Regions from separate parts of the Mus musculus genome. Here region 2 is linked to region 1. Evidence: chromatin contacts called from public promoter capture Hi-C data. All regions are on one chromosome and are shown on one strand. The core of a region is the stretch at or near the end of the contact, and the rest is flanking DNA. Distances in the headings are between cores, read along the strand shown. Region 1 holds the start of Gpi1 (glucose-6-phosphate isomerase 1). Region 2 holds the start of Fancf (Fanconi anemia, complementation group F).

What was found. Promoter capture Hi-C pulls out the DNA fragments that hold promoters and counts their contacts.
Region 2: a contact with region 1 is called in a promoter capture Hi-C map of pre-B cells. The contact joins the promoter of Fancf here to the promoter of Gpi1 in region 1. A contact is called at or near these places in 2 of 39 promoter capture datasets (cranial neural crest and pre-B cells) and 1 of 484 Hi-C or Micro-C datasets (CD4 T cells).

The regions. Positions count from the first base shown.
Region 1 is chr7:34,228,665-34,231,958 of GRCm38.p6, forward strand. Gpi1 (glucose-6-phosphate isomerase 1) reads right to left here and starts at 1,672. Exons shown (of 18, transcript NM_008155.4): 1 at 1,428-1,672; 2 at 619-709; 3 at 264-332. The coding sequence starts at 1,549. It overlaps Gm12762 (a long non-coding RNA gene), which reads right to left. Exons shown (of 2, transcript XR_881947.3): 2 at 2,518-3,294.
Region 2 is chr7:51,860,766-51,864,059 of GRCm38.p6, forward strand. It overlaps Fancf (Fanconi anemia, complementation group F), which reads right to left and starts at 1,502. Exons shown (of 1, transcript NM_001115087.1): 1 at 1-1,502. The coding sequence starts at 1,489. The coding sequence ends at 458. It also overlaps a transcript of Gas2 not described here.

The sequences.
Region 1 (3,294 bases), core at 422-2,921:
CAAATCCCTCCCTTCAGGCTTGGGTTGTGCCCCTCCCTGGACACCAGGAACTGTGCCAATTTGATTGCCAAGTCCAGGCTGCCAGTCTCAGAGAAATCACACCCCAAAGCTCTGCAACCTCTCTTGCCCCCAAAGAAAAGCCTTTAGCACCTTCGTGAGGCAAAAGCATTGCTTAAGAGCAAGGGTGAAGACACAGGGCGATGCTGATAACGGTCGGCAAAGAGGAGGAAGAGGGGGGGGGGGCGGCGGGTGTAACTGCTTACCTCGGTGTAGTTGATCTTGGAACCACTGAACATGTTGTCCCGTGCAGCCTCCACGCCTCTGGACTTGGCCTAGGGAGAGAAGCCACTGCTGAGGTCTTGTATCCCATCCCCCATCCTCATCACCTATCACAAGTCCAGCCCCCCTCCCCCCCCACTCCCCCCCCCCCTTGAGGCTGACAGATGTTCTTCATAGACAGATTCCTTTTCCAGCATCTTCAAAGAGTCTGCTCAATCAGCAGGGGGCCTGGAGATCCCTGGGATACCAACTCCACACCGGGACCTAGAACCCAAAACAAAGCGCAGCCCCCACCCACAACCCAACCCAGAGATCACAACTCCCCAGTCAGAACATTACCAGCTCCACCAGCATCTGCATCACCTCCTTGTTCACAAGGTTCTTGGAGTAGTCCACCAGAATATGCCCATGGTTGGTGTTGAGGTTCAAGCTGCAGAAAGATGGAGACGCTGCTGGTCACACCCCAGCGGCAGTGCCTGGCCACAAAGGCTGACCTGTAGCAGTGTTAAGTAGTGTAGGAAGCCACGCCACAGAAAGAAGATGTAGACAGATCCTGGGCAGAACTTCCCCCTTCAAGCTCCACATCTCAAACTTACAAGGAAACACCCAGGGAGAGGTATCAGGGACGTCCAGTGAGGAACCACAGGTGGTCATCCCAGGTCCCTCGCCTCCTGGCATCAGTGACAAGGCACGAAGATGCATCACATGTACGATTTCTTCCACCCTCCCTTCTATTTCGCAGTCGCTCACAAGTCTCTCTGGCCTCTGCATCCTGCCTCCGCCGCTCTATTTTTACACCGTGGCTCCCAGGAAATCTCAGCCTTACCCACCCTGTCTGACCAAAGCCCACTAGGAGCAGGTGGGAGGGGACAGCTCTCTCGTGCCTGTCGAGCCAGCAGCGGCTGCTCCTCCTCATGGGTGGTTAGAAATCCCTACTCAAATGGCTGAGACTGAGAGGCGGGGGCGAAGGGATCCCCAAGGAGGAGCCGATTCCTCCTAATGACTAAGCAGCCTCGGCCCTCTGGCTAGCACGCGGGTCCCAAAACCCACTCCAAGGAGGCATCAAGGACAAAGTGCGGCCCCGGCCTGGGCCCTGCAGGGCTGCTGGGGGGGGGGGGGTCACGGGAGCCCCGACCCCGTGCGTGCACCTGAAGTTGTTGAAGCGCTCCGGATCCGCCTCAAAAAGTTCGCGCAGCTTGAGGTTGGCAGAGTTCGCGCGGTGCCACTCCAGGAGCTTCTGGAACTGCGGGTTCCGGGTGAGCGCAGCCATGGCGAGGGACCCGAGAGGTACACGGAGCAGGACGTGCTCGGAAGAGGAAGGAAAGAGGAGCGGCGGCGCGCGGCAAGTCGGTACCAGTGCGCGCAGCGGGCTTTATGGCGCAGGCGTCCGACCCCGCCCCGCCTCCGGCCCCGCCCCACCTCTGTCCTCCGCGTCCGCTAGGCGACCTTGCCGGCAGCTGTAGATCTGGGGGCCTCTGCTGGCCTCTCTGTAACACAAGTGTGGCCACTTGCGATGAACCTTGGCTGGCTTCTGTTCGGAAGTGACTTGAAGGGCAGAGGCGGAGTTTCTCGTGCCAGATCCGCTTGCTTCTTTCATTCATTCATGTATTCAATTCAGCAGAACTTTTTTTTTTTAAAGAATTTATTTACTATATGTAAGTACACTCTAGCTGTCTTCAGACACTCCAGAAGAAGGAGTCGGATCTCCTTACGGATGTGTTTGCTGGGATTTGAACTCAGGACCTTCGGAAGAGTAGTTGAGTGCTCTTACCGGCTGAGCCCAATTTAGCAGAACTTTATGGAATGCCTTCCTGGTTAGAGGTACTAAAGCAAGTGTTGTGGGTACGTAAGCCAAATAAGTAAATAGAATTTATGGGATTTCAGAGCTGGCAAGTGCTCCTGAGAAGAGGCAAACTGGATGAAGCCCCAGAGATGAAACTGTGGTTAAGAACACATAGTTCCCTTGCAGAGGACCTGAATTGGGTTCCCAGTACTCATAACTGCCTGTAACTCCCGCTGCAACCAATGGGAATACCAATGGCACTTGCATCCTTATGCTCATACCCACCCCACACATAATTAATGCTAAAATTATATACCCACCCCACACACATAATAAAAATTGTATGTCCACTCCCACACATAATTAATAAAATATCCACCACACAATAAAAATGAAATTATATGTATATATATTTAAAGGCAGGTTGGAAATAAGCATTTCCTTTAACTAAATGGTTAAGAAAAAAAAATTCACTCTTTATTATATTTGAGTAAAAGCATGAAGGGGAAGAAATGAGCCAGTTGGCTACCTGGAAGGAAAGTGTTCAGTCAAAGGGAAAAGACACTGCAAAGTCTGAGACAAGAGCACCCATAGATGTCCCACAAACAGCACCCATAGATGTCCCACAAACAGAAGACACATGTGGCTGGAGTGGAGCAGATTAGGGGAAGAAGTCATAGAGGTGACATTAGAGAAGGGAATTCACCCAGTGGCTTACAAATCATTGTGAGAATTTTGATTTCTGTTTAGAGATGAGGAGCCACTGAACAAGTCCACATGGAGCAGGGACTTTATCTGACACACTGCCTAATGGATCAGTTAGCTCAGTGAGCTAAAGCAGGTCCTGAGGGAGGGAGCTTCAGTCAAGCAGGAGGAGACGGACATAGAGGATGGAATGAGTGAGGGATCCATAATCGCCTAGAGAGAAAGGGCAAGATATGCACTTTAGGATCCAACTTCCTAGAAAAACTGGATTCTTATCCACAAGTCCGAGGGACAAGGGAGACTTCAAATGAGGACGAGTAGGTGAGGTGAAGTGTTTGCGGGGGACTGCGGGAAATATGTGTAAGTCTTGATACTTGCTAAGCTTCCCAAACAGTGCTGGACATCTAGCACTGGGGTGGCAGGCACTGGGGTGGCACTATAATCCCAGCATGAAGGGAGGAAAGGCAGGAAGATCGAGAGTTCAAGGCCAGGGTCAGCAACATAGGAATCTGAAGCCATCACGTCTA
Region 2 (3,294 bases), core at 252-2,751, about 18 Mb after region 1:
CTTGGAAAACGTAAAGCTGCCTTTTCTTTTTAGGGTGAATCTAGTTTTAGTATTCTTACAAATTAGCTTTATACGAAACAAGCTGAAAATTCGATGGCTTTAAGAATTCTTTCACGATTAATGATGTAGCTCAGTGGTGAACACTAACATAGGCAGGGTCCTGGGTCCATTACCAGAACAAAAACAATCTCTATATAATACATATTATATAATATATAAATTTATAGATATTGTGCATATTATATATATTTATATTATGAACCATTTAAAATTGGCCCCTGAATAATTAGGTTTTGGGAGCATGTATATAGGGAATTGGGGAGAACACTGACAATTTGTAAACTGCATAGTCAAGAAGTAGCAGGATGCTGTGCATAGAGGCTTTGGTGAGAAGTATGCTTGTTATTCCCTCTATGGGACAGGGTCTGTCCAGATGCCCAGCCTGGGAACTGAGAATCTACTCTAGCACGATCCCACACTCAAGCACCACCAGGAGGTCTGTCCAGATGCTCATCCCAGGAACCTCGAAATCTCCATCCAAGGCTTTGCGGGACCTTAGGGTCACCAGCACCTCTTCCTGCAGAAATGGCTGGGCATGGCACAAGCTCTGCAGCCTTAGGCACAGCTCTTCCCAGGGCATGTCCTCCATCTGTGTAGGGACCCAGGCACCCTTTTGCAGATCATAGTGCAGCCGCGTGGCCCACGTTGTGAGCAGGTCCAGGTAGGCGCGAGACAGTGCGTGGTGGCAGCCCGCCACGGAGGCCAGGCGCTTGGCTGGCAGATGGCGGCAAAAAGCGGCCAATACCTCGGGACTTTCGAGAAGCCAGCGCAGTAGTTTCTGTGTCTCATCCGCACCCGCAGGGTCCGTGGCCTGGGCTGGCTCCGGGTCTTCCTCGCGTAGCAGCAGCGCTTCGGCAGTCACGTCGAGCACGTGCTCCCGCGGCCCGCGCGTCCACAACGTGTCCAGGAGTTTGCGCGCGGCCGCGGAGTCGGCCCCGCCCAGCTCGTGCAGGCGCGCGTCCAGCAGCTCCGCGTGCGTGCGCAGCAGCGCGCTCCTGGGCGCGTCCCCGCCGAGGCGGCACAGCAGGCGCAGCGCGCTTCCGCGGCGCGCCAGGAGGACCAGGCGCGACTGCGGCACGTCGTCTCGGTGGTCCGCGGCGGGGCCCGGGAACAGCAAGCTCGGCAGCGCGCGGGCGGCGGCGGGCGCGAGCGCGCGGTTCCGCAGCAGGCGGAGGGCGAGCCGCGCGTCCCCGGACTCCAGCGCCGCGAAGCTGCGCAGCCCGAGCGGCCCTCCCCGCGCGGGGAGCCGCCTCTCGAGCGCCTCCCGCACGCGGCCGCGGCCCGCGAAGCGTCGGTACACGTGGAGCAGATAACGCGCCCACTGCAGCGCCCTGCGCACCTTTTCGGCGTCCCACGTGCTCACCAGCGACCCACACGACACGGCCAACAGCTCGGAGAATCGCTCGGTTTGCTGCACAAGCGGCTCCATGGCGGCCGCTTCCGCCCTGACATCCCGAGGCGCGAGCCGATTGGACATGAGCGTGAGCGCCCGCCTCAGCGTGCTGTGCCATTGGACGACGGCCGTGTCAGTCTCGCACCATGGTTTCCGGGGCACATTGGCGCTGAAAATGAACTAGGGCAAAGTCCCAAGCTTTTACTCTGGGTCTGGGAGAGGACGCGTGAGTGCGAGTTTGAGCGCTAGGATTTTATGTGCTCTTTTGTTTTAAAAATGCCAGTGGTAGACATTTAGGCGCTTCCCCGAAAGGGGACCCATGTTCATCATTATTAGCAGTGCGGATGTGATCTGCTTGCGAACTCAAAGCTCTTAAATGGCCCGTTTCCCTGGTACTTGTGGAACCAGGACCCTCACACGCTGTGCTGTGAGTTCCCGGGCTTTTTTCCTTTTTCCTTATTTATATTGTTTACTGATTCTGAGGAAACCTATCACTGAATTGTGCAAGCAGCCTTTCAGTTTGCAGTCCTGCCTCGACTAACCTAGTGACTGGCAGCACTATCCTGAGGCTTACTAGCCATGCAATAAATGAAAGTTTAAGCTCAAAATTAATCTACACATTTATGCTAGACTCTGAATAGTTCTGGGCATTCTTATCAGAACATATAGTTAAGCCAGTTTTGTTTAGTTTTTAGCCATTAGCCCAGACTATAGTGTTTGGCCTTGTGATTTTATTTTAGTCTGTGTGATGGGTTTTAAAGTTTCAGGTGGTAGCTATTAGGAATTACAGAGGTCACTGGTTCATCCACTTACTAAATACTAAGTCACGTGATGTGATAGCCAGTGAAGGACAGGACTGGCGCAGTTGAGATAAATGTAGTTAAAGCTTCCCTGTCCCACAGGAAACACTAATGTTCCTTAGAGAGACTTCAACTTCATAATGCGGTAGACAAAAATAAGAGTCACTAGATCTTAGATGTTAGGGAAAGCCCCATTAAACCTTCCTTTCAACTGAATGCCCAAAGAATACACCTGGAAATGCTTCAAGGCCATGGGAACCGTTAATAAGTCTTAAGCCACCAGAGTGAAAACCAGATCTAATCCAGGGTGAGAAAGAAGTCCAAAACAGCTTCATTTCCAAGTGGCTGGGACAGTTCAGAGAAACTTCACCAGTGCTCACCTTTTCAAAACCAATATTATGTTAAATCTCAGTACCACAGTGAGTAATTATTTGTTTCACAGTAGCCATCTTTTATTAAGTAGCTATGCATCCCTCCGACAGTTTCCCATCAGAAGAATGCACTTTGGATTTCGAACCAGTTTTCCATTTAATTTGGAACAATCTATGTAGAGGCTGAAAGATGATAAACACTTTAATTTCAAGAAACCTATGCACTTGAGGCAGACATTGGGAGGATTCCCAACCCATGTAAGTGTAATTCAAATCAGATTTTGTGTAATTTTAAAGTGCCAGGTATGGTGATTTTAAAGACCAATTGGAAATGGATAGGAGAGCACTGAAAGGCTATATGGACTGATCTTTGATTTAGGCTGCACAAATACTTGCACCATCAGAGGATAGTGGAAAATCACGTGAGAGGAATCACACAAGTTAAAATGTCAGTGTAATATGTGAATACTGTATGCTGAGAATGCCAGGATCAACCTTCCACCTGCTGGTCACACTCTGCAAATCCCCAATATGTAGTAAATAAGAACAGAAAATGGAAGCCCAGTGTTAGCAAACTTTTATTAAAATAGCATTTCATTCAAACACAGGAATGAGCAACATAAACAACTAACATAAGATACTTTCACCAAGAGCTTCCCTCAGGACTCTA